Linked DNA regions of Mus musculus: all the other regions are linked to region 2. Evidence: chromatin contacts called from public promoter capture Hi-C data. All regions are on one chromosome and are shown on one strand. The core of a region is the stretch at or near the end of the contact, and the rest is flanking DNA. Distances in the headings are between cores, read along the strand shown. Region 1 overlaps Cacnb2 (calcium channel, voltage-dependent, beta 2 subunit). Region 2 holds the start of Nsun6 (NOL1/NOP2/Sun domain family member 6). Region 3 overlaps Cacnb2 (calcium channel, voltage-dependent, beta 2 subunit).

Region 1 (4,300 bases), core at 674-3,173, 110 kb after region 2:
GACCTGACTCAGAGAGGTCCTGGATAGAAAAATAGAGATCACACTTGAGTCCTGGGGTCAGAGCACTCCCTGGAGGTCATTTCTCCTCTGGCAGGGAAGGTATACAGAGGACTGAGGATCAGATCAGGTCCACTTCCTGGCTGAGGATGAAGGCTGGAAGGGACCCCGTCCAAGAAGCTCTGTTGCTTCTGTTACCCACGCACTCTCCTGCGTGGACCCGACTTAGGAAGACCCCGAATAGAAAATTGCATATCTGTATTTTTTTGTGTATATGTTGACAGATGCGCGCGCGCGCATGTGTGTGCGTGTGTGTGTGTGTGTGTGTGTGTGTGTGTGTGTGTATCCTTCTGAGTCTATTTAGCTTTGTGTGGATGTGTCTAGGACTAGCCACTTGAAATGGGACAAGCTGTGTGGGAGTTTGTCCCTGAAGACAACTCATTCTCCCTTCCTCAGAAGCCATTGACCTCCTATAGCTCTTCCTCTAGGGGTGGGTGGAATCATGTGGAATTTGACCTGTCTGGATTGGTATGTCAACTCCTATTGCCATTTCTGACATTGACCTTGTTCAGGCAGTCATATTGCTGAGACTTGATGGATGGCTTTCCCCTATTATGTCTAGGGGGCACAATCTATCAATGGGTATCCTGACCATCTGACTTTACACTGTTTCTACTCCCTCTTGCATGGCTTTTCCTAAGCTCTGGGTTTAGAGCTTGCATTGCAGATCTATCAGTTGGGGTTGGGTACCACACAGTCATTTGTTATCTGCATTTCCTTTACATGTGTATCTATGTTATGGTGACCATCTGTTGCAAAAAACAAAAACAACTACAACAACAAAAAACCCCAGAGCTTCTTTGATAAGTGAGTACATACTTATATCTGTGGGTATCAGGGTAGATATTTAGAAAAAAAAGACTCTATATTGGTTTAGTAAACAAACATTATGTTGGCAAAGGTAGATTCTCCTCTAGGACTTCCCAGCCACAAGGAGATGACTAAGTAGGTTTATAGTACCAAGCATGACTTCCCTCCTGCTGAGTGGGCCTTTAAGTCTAATTAGACAGTTGGTGATTACCACCACGATAAAAGTGCCACTGTTCTACCACTGTGGATATCTTACTGGTCCAGTTGTGATGATACATATACTGAGTAAGACTACACTACTGGGTGCCTTTCTCTTTTGACAGCTTGAATATCACCTTCTGATACTATGAGATTTTCAAGTCAGTTCCAGCTTCGTATGCCTAAGTCCTATATTTGAAGTGTATGGTGTCTTCAGCAATAGGGCTTTACTCCCCAATTCTGGAGGCAACGAAGGGCAGTGGCAATAGCCCATAGTGTTTGGGTGGGTCTCTTGAGCTCCCTTGTCCAACAACACAGGAGGAGATTTCTCCTCCATAGTACTGTGTTTTTTGTTAGATAGAATATTGACTTCAAAGTGACACATCATCATCCCAAGTAGTGTACCTTATTTAAACTATATATTGTTTGTAATTTTAGGCAAACAATATTTTAATATTAAAATTCTAATTATAGTATAGACACCTCTTAAATATCACTACAGATCTTTTTTCATACCTGACTCTTGTGCCAAGTACCTTCTTGTTAATTCCCCCTACATGAGGCCCTTGAGTGGTTGTGGGATTCTATTCATCATGTTTGAGTACAGGGAAACACAGACATGATGTCCAAGGGGCAGACCTCAGAACAAGCATGATTGAAAGATACAGGTTCCATCATCCATCTGACTGCCTGAGAAACAGTTTATGTAGGGCCGCAGAGGACAGTCTGAAGGAGGAAGCAATCAGTCACACTGAGAAGCAGTCAAGGATGTCCATCACATTGGCTTTCCTTCCTCCCCCCTGCCCCCTCTTGCTTTGGACATCTGCCTGTTTTACATCCTTACATAAACTCTCTGCTTCTGCTTTTTAGGGAACTAAGAAGTCATCTAGATGGCTAAATAAGCTGTGCTATGTATGACTAGAGATGTGTGTAGCCAGTGAAAAAGACACAAGAATGCACCAACTATTTAAAGGGACCAAGGTTAAAAACTGTATGCTGTATGTAACACTATTTGTTTTTTGTTTGTTTATTTTACAAAAAAAATGTGAATATAATCTCTAAGATGTTGGTTAGATACTGAGTTTCCATTTTAGGGGTTTGTAGTAGTTTGAATATGGTTGGCCCCACGGAGTGGCACTGTTAGGAGGCGTGGCCTTGTGGGAGGAAGTATGTCACTGTAGGGGTGGACTTTGAGACACTCCTTCTAGCTGCCTGGGAAATGGTCAGTTTTCTCCTGTCTGCCTTCAGATCAAGATGTAGAACTCTTGGCTCTGCCAGTGTCATGCTTGCCTGGAGGCTTCTATGCTTCCCACCTTGATGATAATGGACTGAACCTCTAAGTCCGTAAGCCAGTCCCAATTAAATGTTGTTCCTTAGAAGAGCTGTCTTGGTCATATTTATCCTTGCAGCACTGGAAACCCTAACTAAGACTGGGTTATTGTAATACAAATAGATAACTTTTGTAGGTAATTTTTAGAGGGGAAATTCAGATATATATGCTATGAAAAGTTTAACTGAGAGATTGAAGAGATGGCTCAGCACTTATGGATGCTCACTGCTCTTGCAGAGGATCTGAGTATTCATAGCAGGTAGTTCACAACTATCTGTAACTCTAGCCTCAAAAGATCTGACCCCTTTTCTAACCTCCAAGAGCTCCTGCACACGTGTGCAACCCCTCCTACACACACAAGAATAAACATGTAAAAAAAAAACAACAGCAACAACCTGGAAATATAATATGCAATGGAAAAGCTCTGTAACAAGTGGGCAGTAAATAAAACTAAGTGTTATTTTAAACTAAGAACTTGTATAACTTTACAAGGAACCATGAAACAAGCTTTACATGTCTCTGAGATACTATCACACATAATCAGAGACTAAGTAAAAAGAAACAAAATCTAAACTCTTACAAAAGAGGCTGTGATCTCTTTTGGTGATGACCCAGAACATGTGCTTTTATAAAAAGAAAATACACAACAACAACAAAACAACAACAACAAACAATAAATCTCTGAGCTTGTTATGTATGTGTGGGTGTGTGTACACATCATTTGCATGGAGTGTGCATGTGCACGTGCATGTGTGTATGTGAGACAGTGATTTAAAGACAAATCATGAGTTGCGGTAATGGGAGAATTAGAAGGAGAGCCAGAGGTGGCAGAAATTTAGATGAAGTCCTCATGTACAAAATTCTTCAAAACACCATTTAAACAACAACAACAACAACAACAACAACAAAACCCCACGTCATTTCCTTTGACAAATTCTTAGATGAAAAGGTGTTTACATCTGGAAAAACTGACTATGAAGTTCCAAACTAATGTTTGGAACAATTCACTAATTGGTAAGACCATCATCGAGGCTGAGCACATCTGTGTTCTCACACTTCCTCAGCTTTGGGTGTGAACATGACAGAATAGGTCAAATTTGTGGATTCTCTTTTCTGTAATTGAGCTTTTAACGCTTGGCAGAATAGGGGCAGTTATTAAGTTATTTCCGCTGAACTTCAGAATTTGCTAATTAAGTGTCTCTTACATACAGGGCACATTCTTGGCAAATGGGGGCACAGAGCTCTACAAGAGAAGAATGGGTTTATGCTGACCTGCCAGTACTTCATTGGAGAGAAACAATGATCTCTGTTCATTCTTTGTATTTGTGTACGTTTCCCAAAGGAGACATTAAAAAAATGATTAGTATGCACAAGTAACAGATACACACAGGGGCCGCCTTCCTCTCAAGGTCAGGGGTACCAATCATTTAATGACCAGGCTGGCAACATTAAAAAGAGAAAATATAATCTTATACTTCTATTATTACTAATTTTAGTAATCTAATATTAAAATGTATAATCTTCAAATAAATGAAGTATTAGTTAAAACTGGCAAATGTACATAAACTTGCCAAAGTGAGAGGTGGGTCCTACAAACAGATGTCTTTGGGGGAATAATGTATCTATATTCTGGATTTGCTTTTACAGCTTGGAGGCTGTTTAAACTCTGTTTTAGAAAGCACCATCAGAACCAAGCGCATAGTATTTTCATGCCCTTTATGTTGGTAACTCATTTTCCTTTGAGAAAAAGTTGCCGTTCTGAAACAGCATGGAGCCATTCAAGGCCAAGTTAAATGGACAGAGCAAGTAGATGATCAACTTGACAGATAAACTTTTAAAATTGAAAACATTGCTTGAGGGGCTGCAGAGCACTGTCCATCTGTCCAGCATCACCTAGAAGGCACA
Region 2 (4,331 bases), core at 835-3,334:
CACTCATACAAGAGAAAAGCATTGAAAGAAAAAGAAGTTTCCTGTAATGGAGAAGTGTAGAATCCAGAATTAAGTCAGTCCCCCAGATCAATCTGAAATAAAATCCTCAGAGATAAAATGAGGTCATAACCAAACTTAAAATGATGATATCACATCATATTTATTTCTCCCACCGGTCCCTGCTTGGGGGCCCATACTACCCCTTTAAAGATCTAAAGTCTCTGTGACATTTGCATGTTTATATAGGAGTCTTCCATTGCTTAGACAGAACATCTCCACTCTACTAACTGCAGATTTACCACATGTTTTCTGGTCACTGTTCAAGTGTTCTGAAGTAGTGAACTACTTTATATCAAATGCATATTTAACAACAGTTTCCTTTTCTATTTCACAAAGGTTTGATTAGTCATTCAGGGAGTGCCCTTTATATGTCAAACAATGAGTATTCTATGTGGAAATGAAATTTCTCCCACATGGACTTTCAAGTTCAAGTTTTCTTTATTTTTTTAAAGACTTCAACTATATCTAGTGTCAAGGTTACTACAAAGTTGTCTGTTGAAATTCCTTTGTGTGGGTGGTCTAGCCCTCTGAATCCTGGGCAAAGCATTCCATGTTGCACCAAGATGTCATTTACCTGTTCTCCCTGCCTGAATGCAGCAGAACAGGCTACCCTTCCCAGGTCAGACTGTGCTTGGTGACAGCAAGGATAGAGTGCACATAGACACATAACCTTTCCCAGAGTTTGATTCACCTGTGCCCCCTTGGCTGCTTTTATATTGGGTAGCTCTATGAAACTAGTTTTATGTTAACTGCTGTAGATTCATATCACAGCCATATAAAATAGTGTGGTGGTTCCTGGAGGGGAGGCTGCCTGTCCTGCTGTAAGCAAGCCTAGCAAACTAATGTATTTCTTCAATTTGGACTTGTCAAGTTTTTCTTCAGCCACATCACTCTTATTTGGGGGTGAATAGATGTTTATGTCCTGTCAGGCATGTCATGCAACACTTAACACCTGTGTCCCAGACACATTCTGTTAGTTTCAGGTGATGAAGTCAGGAAGGAATCCCATGCATTGACCACAGATACATGATCTTGTGGAAAAACTGGGTACTTGTTTTAGAAACTGGCTTACTGGTCTATAGCCTATTTTCTTTTTCTGAGATTGTGGAAAGTTATTACAACTCTTGGAACTTTCTTTTACTCCTTGAAAACTGCTTATAACCACTGTGCTGAGCTGTGGCAGTGTCTTTGTCATGGAATTTTCACCTAGTAAAGACTTGGTGTGTCAGTTATATATATTTTAAAGCCAGTGTGAAAACTTAAAAGATTAAACACACACCAAGCAAAAACCCTCCTCTATAGTTACCTATGAAATATGGCTCAGAACAACAAAAAGCACAAAACAAACAAACCAAAACAAGCAAACCCTAACCCAGTGGCATTGGAGACAAAAGTATTCATCATGTTCAAGCATAAAACATCCCACTGACTTTGGTTAGTTATTTTTAAACTCTTGTCACCTCATTACCATCAGGGAATTCACATCAAGACTCTTGTTCTCTAAAGCACGTTAACTAGAAGCTTCATGGCTAGTTGTAAACACTATTAGGGGATTTTAAGTTGTACCTGAGTACCCACGGGTATTAGCACATTCAAAAAATATGGGTACTAGGGTAGGAGATATGGCTCAATAGTTAAGAGCACTTGTACCTGCATAGTGCCCAGGTTCCATTGTTAGCTCCCATATGTTGGCTTACAACCTTCAGATCCTGGGTTTGATCAAAGAGGCAAGCACATGCACTCAGGCAAAACATTCATACTCTTGACATAAATAAGTCTTTAAAAAAGAAAAAAAAGTGTCCGAGGGAAGCCTCCACCGCTACTTGTACTGGGACAATAAATGGAAATCTCCCTTATTTCAGGTTAGTGAGGTATCCAGTTCAACCCAGCATTCAAGAGTCCCAGGATGTACCCGGCACAGTCCTTCCTAGAAAAAGCTCCACCCTCAGGGGAGGTGATTGGCAGATGCAGGTTGGGCACGAACAGAAGGCTGGGCATCGAGTGCCGGAAGTGACGAACCCAGGAAGCGACTTTCTGTTCCGAAGCTGGGGGCGCGGTTTTGGAAAATAGCATGTCAGAGTGGATCTAGGCGCTGTCTGTTTTCCGATCTGCGTTTAGGTACACTTTTTGTCACCAAGCCCTATTTGGCGCAGTGTCGCAGTTCGGAGCTGTCTCACAGCATCCCAGAGAACGACAAACCTTGGGCCCTGCTCATTCCAGAACTCAGCACTGAAAGGCATTCTTGTGCTCGTCCATTGGCTGGCAACGCTGAAATTCGGAAATAAAGACTGCTTCCCAACATTTTCTTGGACAACTTAAAACAGAAAAAAATCAAAAGAATGTATGTATTTCCAAAGATATCTTTGAGACCTGAAGTTGAAAACTATCTCAAAGAGAGCTTTTTGAACGAGGAGGTAGGTCACGTACATAGATGTTTGCCAAAATTCTGATACAACTTCAGCAGAAAGAAGGGGAATATGTGGTTAGTTTTTGCCACTACTTTATTGGAATCTTTAAAAACAATGTGGTTTTTTTGTCACCATTGATGCTTACTGAGATGGAGATAAATATATGCTCACGTTTAGATGTAAGACAAAAGAAAGTGTTACGTGTCTGTCAGCCCTTAGTACTGAAGGGGTAGCAGAATCAACCAGAGAAGTTCCCTGGCCACACAACTCAAGACTTCCACAGTAGATGCACTTGTTCTGTTAAAGTACAGGCTCTTGTACTTACTCAGGTGATCAGGGCACTTTGAGTGCCTCATTAAATGCCACCAGGTGTTTGATTGGAAATGGTTACAATTTAGTCTAATAAATCATGGTAGAGTGATTTGGTTTCATTGTTAAGAACACCAGAGTCTAAGCAGTCCTCTTACTCATCCAAACTGACATAATTGTCAAGCAACTAAAGTTCAGATATAATGATTAAAAAGTCAGTTTTAGAAGCTATCTATCAATCCATCCATCCATCTATCTGTCCTTCTTTCATCTATCTATTGAAACAGGGTTAGAGAGTCAGGTGGATTTCTGAGTTTGAGGCCAGCCTGGTCTACAAAGTGAGTTCCAGGACAGTCAGGGATACACAGAGAAACCCTGTCTCAAAAAAAAAGAAAAAAAAGAAAAGAAAAGAAACAGGGGGGTTTCTCCACATAGTAGTGGCTATACTGGAACTCATAAGGTAGACCGGATTGGTCTTGAGTTTACTGTGATCCACCTGCCTCTGCCTCTGCCTCCTGAGTGCTAGAATTACAAGCTTGTAATCCACTGAACCTTACTGGAAAATGTTCATTTTGCATGAGTTACCTTGAATTAATTCTTACTAATAAAGCTTAAAGCTTAATTTATTCTATGAAAATTGAATGGGTTATAAGTACTTTCGAAGGTTGTCTTGGGGCATCAACCTTAAGTGAAAATCACTACATTGGTTTGGCAGGCATGTCTTAAAAAGAGTGTTAGTTACTTGTTACTGGCCACACTTAGCACAGAAATTCCCAGTGAATATTGATTGCCTTCTAGTAAAATATCCCTGCATGCTCTAACCACCTTACCTTAACCCCTTGGCAACGTGGATATTTTTCTAAATTTTTGGTTCTTTAGCAAAATTCAATCCACTAAAATGCTCTTTAGTGTTATTGGAGCTGAGATTTTAAAACTTATTTCCACATCTTATTTCCAAATATTGTTCATAGGATAAACTATATGGAAAGAGAAAGTATTTTATGCTTATTTCAAGGGGTCTTGGGAAGTATATATTAAGAGAGGAAGGGGGACAGTCAGTGGTCAATTTCAACGGTTTTAGAATGATGAACATTATTTTATGAAGGATTGATGCAATCTTTCAGGTCATCTCCTTTCCAAACCCACAAGGTATGACAGCTTAAATGAAGAAAGGCCATCCCATTTGTAAAACAGTTTGGAAAGGAAAGAAGTAATATCAACCAAACTAAGCCTTAAGTTTAACTTAACATTCCTTAAGTATGTTAATACTGATGACTACACACTGAAGCCGAGACCTGACTTCTTCTTACTGCAGGCTGTGTCTGCTTCAAGCAGACAAGAAGCAGAAAGGAAATTTGAGACTCTGCTGCTTCGCCTGTCACACCCTCCGTCGATGACAACTGTCAGAGTGAATACGCATTTAGGCTCAGTTCAGCATGTCAGAGGTCTGCTGCTTGAAGAGCTCCAGAAGGTTGGTGCAAGTGTGGTGTGCTGGGCAGCCACACTTCTTTTCTTTAAAGATGTATTTATTTATTTCATGTATGTGAGTACACT
Region 3 (4,303 bases), core at 1,324-3,823, 88 kb after region 2:
GAAACAGTTTTATGATAGTTTCTGTTTTGAAATTTAGGGTGTGTTTTTTTTTTTTCTTTATGCTCCTGAGGGTATGGGAAAGAGCTAGGAGAATTTCTCTGGTTCTCAAGTTCCATGACTAGATCTTAGATAGGCAGACAGGGAAGACATGCGTTGCCTTTACATTTAGAGGATGTGGAGGTAAAGAGTATGGCCTCAATGCTAACACCTAAAATTCATGTGTCCTCACTTAGATCCAGTTCCTTTGGATTAGCTTGATTATTTTTAGTAGCTTAAGATTAAAAGTACAGCTTTCATGGTAACCTGCAAAAGATAAACAATTGGAACAAAGCAGTGTCCCGATTCACCAATCTTTAAGACACAAGAATAAACTCAAACAAGGATTACAATATGAATTAACCAGAAGACAATAGTGAACATTTTCAAAACAAGCTTAACAAGAAGGACTCCACTTGGTTAAGTTGTGAAGATTATTCAACACTTCTGAACGGGGCAAAGGAGAATCCACTAAAACATGCTTTATAAGAAAGTGTCATAATGGCATCTAATATATTGTATGCTAGTTTTAAATGTAAAAAGAATTAAAAAAAATCAAAGTTTAAAAATCCTTCTCAGTTACCAGACATAAGTGTGATGGAGCATATGCTTGTGTGTTTGAGAAATGTTGGAGTTGATAGAATGGGTGGTTCACTAGGATAGAGGAACGCGTGCCATCCCTTAACACATAAAACCCAGAAATACGCTATCTGAATATGAATGTCATGGAATTCAAGCAATATAACTGCACCAACCTGTGCATCTTATCATGGATGATCCAGGTTCTACTAGGAAGAACCATGTACCATGTGTGTGCCTCAAGAGGCACTGCTGCCCTAGCTAAATACTGATGTGCAGTTAAAAGTTCTGCCCTTGCTGGTTGATTTTTTTTTCCTACTCTTCTAGCATTTTAATACACAAAGCAAAGGACAATCACTTTACTAAACAACCAGCAGGTGAGCTCTGCGTATCCCTAAAGTTTAAATCCTGCTCACCCGCTCACCCAATAAGGACATGAAGGAGTGTATACAGCTAGTAAAAAGTGGAGCTTATGGAATCACTTTTGGGAAATGTGCGAGGATGCTTGTTGCTAAGACCAAGCACCTCTTTCTTGCAGCTTTCATCTTTTGTTTGTATGCCTCCTAAACTCCAAAGCCTAACTTTAGATCAAGCACAGGTTTGCTCTTCTGGTTTATTAGTTTTAATAGGCAGTATACTATGTTGTGTAAAATTGTGACAGATGCCGCTAATACGTAAAACATTCAGAGGATGATGTGACATCCACATGCCAAGTTCTTGAACTGTGCTCTGTGCCTTTGATGTTTGTTAGTCTTTTTAAACATTTTTATTCTTATACATGAGTGTTTTGCCTACATATATGTAAATGGATCACCTGTGTGCAATGTCCATGGAGGCCTGAACAGGGCATCTGATCCCTGGAACTAAGGTTACAGACAAGTGTTAGACTCCATGTGGGTATTGGGAACTGAACCTGTGTTCTCTGGAAGAGCACCATGACATTACTTAACTGTAGAGGCATCTCTCTAGCTCCTGACTTTTGTCAGTCTTTGAAATTTTTCTGTATGTGTATATATGTATGTATATATATATATGTGTATATAAATACACATACATATGTGTGTATATAATACAGATAAATATATATGCATATTTACATAAAATTCAGCCTTCTGAAATATGTGTTATATATATGTATACTATATATACATATATATGTATGTATATATGTGTGTGTGTCTGTATGTATATACACATAGACATACACACTGACTTTGATTATGTCCTTACAAAATATATAAAAGTGTCGAAAGGCAAATGTAAATACTTGTGGAAGAGAGTGGATGTCCTTAGGCATACCTAGATAAAAGTTTGGTAGACAGATGCAATGAAATAAAATCATGAAAGTCAAAGAAACATTATACAGTTCGAAGAGGAAGTAACCCAGCTCTGTAGAATAAATTGCAAGACAGTAGGAGTGTGACAGTGATCAAGTTCTGGTTTTAATGAGGCAACAGCCATTCAGTTTCACTCATCTCATGACAGTAGGTAAAAAATACTTCCTAACATTAAAATTTTAAGCACTAACAATGGAGTTGACATTATACAAACAAGCAAGTTGTAATGGAGTAAGACTGAAACTCAGCCACCCACAGGAAGATAAAGTCTTCCCATCTTTCTCCTTCCATCCATGTGAGAAGCATACTGCATTCTTCACCTTGGATACACAGGCTTCAGTATGAAGTTCGCCTCCTGGGTGAGAAGCCCTCTTAATGAATGTCTTGCTGAAGGGAAGCCTAGAGTAAGCCTCCTAAGAAGGTCTTATCAGAGTAATAGATCTAGCCTATTGCATAACTTCAGCTAACTGCTATTCATGAAGGCAATTTTGCTTCATACATGGTGTCTTTTTCTGTGCTTAACAGTTGGTAGAATTGAAAATTGGATCTCTCAAGTGAAAATGAAACTAAGAGACCACAGGAGCTGCTCTTTGTCAGTGATGCCTGAGGCTGATATCCCTCAAGCATCTGTCAGCCACATTGGGCAGCTACAGACAGACACTGGGATTAGTCACTGTGGTTGCTGCTTGCCTATGTTCAGCCAATGATTAGGATTTCAGGGTCTCCTCTGTGCTGAAGGCAAAATGTAGTGCTTTGTAACCATAGCTATTTTTATTAATGATCATAATCAATTGATTCTCAATTAGAATCAGAAGCTGGAGTGAAGTGTTTTTAAAAGGAACGGTGATGCTCTCTATGAACACCATCAGCATCTGCTCAGTATACACTAAGGATCACAGCACTCAGCAAGCAACAGGACAGAAGCGAGGACAACGTCTGCATTTTTATATAAACAGTGATTTGTTGTTGTTGTTGTTGTTCATACCTGGAATAGAATTTCCCTTGCTTGGCTCTCTGTTCGTGCTGTAGCCTCATGTTCTCTAGTTTGACTGGGCTTGGAATAAATCCGATTTCACAGCCTTCTTTAACCAGCCGTCCTATCCACCAGTCATTATTAAATTTCTACACACAAAATCCAAAGTATTAGAATCAGTTCAAGAGGTTTAAACGTCTGAATTGACTTCTTCTACATCAACTGTTTTCACGGGAGAAAAACATGGCAGTTAGAAGCATACATCTAATACCAAAATTCAAGAAGCCTTTGGGTTTGTGTGTTCAGCTCAGAAAAGTGTGTGCCCAGCTCGGTGTGGCCAGCCAGCAGTCCAATAGAGACTGCATCTCCTTGTTTTTCCCTTTCCAGTGCTGCATTTAGGTCTAAGCTGAGATATGTAATAATTGGTCAACATTCAAAGATTAATATCCCTAGCAAGAGACAATCTAGGAAGTCTTGCAGAGTTCTTTTGCTTATGAAATTGGTTTAATTCAAAGTATTAATATTGAAGAGGAATACTGAAATATACTTGAAATATTCTGTATCAGCAAAATGTACCTCTGCAGTTTTATAGGCATACAGTACAGCATTCACACGTGGTTTTTCTCATGTTTATGCTGGTAGCTTATCTTGCAGGTAAATATTTATCTTGAATCTTCAGGATCTAATTTTATTTTCCTCAATTAAATCTATTATCAAGTATTTTCTAAAAAGCTCATGATTTTTCTTTCTGTAGTACAAAATGATTCTGCTCAAGGTATTAGCATCAAGAAAAGTCTCTATATTAGTTTAACTTCCTGTTGTATGTTCACCCGTTCCTGTGGATGCTCACCATCAATTCTGAACACTTGGATTTCCTTTTTTTTTTTTTTGCATCCTTTTTTTTTTTTTTTTTACATCTTTGTCTATGACTTGTTGCAGTTGTGAGCTCTCTAGCCTCCTTCACTTGCATCAGTTAGTGCATGGCCCAGTTAATTTTCATACTCTCCCTGTGTGAATGCCTCCAACTCTAAATTCCCTCAGGTCCAAAAAAAAAAAAAAAAAAAAAAAAAAAAAAAAGTGAACTCTAGGAAAAATTATCATGTCCCACAGAGCACACATGTGATATGTGGACACCAAAAAAAAATGTAATTAAACGTGAATTTTTCTAATTTAAAGGCTGTCCTTGTCTGTTTAGGGTAACAAACATTTTCTTGGCATCAGCTTCCTTCATGTCTCATTTGCTCTATTTCCCACCATTCCATTCTGCTGCAGAAATGATGCTTCTCTGGTAGAAAGAAGCAACCGAACCCTTCCAGGGAGGCAGGCATGGACGTTTACAACTGGACTCCCAGCACCCAGGTGAATGAAGTGGAGGGAG

What was found. Promoter capture Hi-C pulls out the DNA fragments that hold promoters and counts their contacts.
Region 1: a contact with region 2 is called in a promoter capture Hi-C map of pre-B cells, with 5 times the contacts expected there. The contact joins the enhancer-like site here to the promoter of Nsun6 in region 2. A contact is called at or near these places in 3 of 39 promoter capture datasets (the C10 cell line, the HPC-7 cell line and pre-B cells), 5 of 484 Hi-C or Micro-C datasets (the C10 cell line, the HL-1 cell line, the HPC-7 cell line and 2 more), 2 of 115 datasets of contacts at active chromatin or transcription factors (bone marrow-derived macrophages and microglia) and 1 of 9 other capture datasets (adipose tissue).
Region 3: a promoter capture Hi-C map of hippocampal neurons shows a contact between it and region 2, with 2.6 times the contacts expected there. The contact joins the enhancer-like site here to the promoter of Nsun6 in region 2. A contact is called at or near these places in 1 of 39 promoter capture datasets (hippocampal neurons), 1 of 15 datasets of contacts at CTCF or cohesin (CD8 T cells), 4 of 484 Hi-C or Micro-C datasets (Th17 cells, double positive thymocytes, group 2 innate lymphoid cells and 1 more), 3 of 115 datasets of contacts at active chromatin or transcription factors (CD8 T cells, the SCID.adh cell line and double positive thymocytes) and 1 of 9 other capture datasets (adipose tissue).

The regions. Positions count from the first base shown.
Region 1 is chr2:14,941,789-14,946,088 of GRCm38.p6, reverse strand. All of the region lies in intron 3 of Cacnb2 (calcium channel, voltage-dependent, beta 2 subunit), which reads right to left. Among named protein-coding and RNA genes, the nearest start is that of Nsun6, 110 kb to the left of the region's middle. Within about 2 kb of position 1,923, at least 28 of the 459 cell types and tissues checked have an H3K27ac peak or open chromatin away from gene starts, as enhancers often do. A contact at or near this core is called in the HPC-7 cell line, myeloid progenitors and pre-B cells, where this site is marked.
Region 2 is chr2:15,047,065-15,051,395 of GRCm38.p6, reverse strand. It overlaps Nsun6 (NOL1/NOP2/Sun domain family member 6), which reads left to right and starts at 2,084. Exons shown (of 11, transcript NM_028950.5): 1 at 2,084-2,474; 2 at 4,093-4,248. The coding sequence starts at 2,400.
Region 3 is chr2:14,959,426-14,963,728 of GRCm38.p6, reverse strand. It overlaps Cacnb2 (calcium channel, voltage-dependent, beta 2 subunit), which reads right to left. Exons shown (of 14, transcript NM_023116.4): 5 at 2,938-3,074. Among named protein-coding and RNA genes, the nearest start is that of Nsun6, 88 kb to the left of the region's middle. Within about 2 kb of position 2,573, at least 12 of the 459 cell types and tissues checked have an H3K27ac peak or open chromatin away from gene starts, as enhancers often do. A contact at or near this core is called in hippocampal neurons, where this site is marked.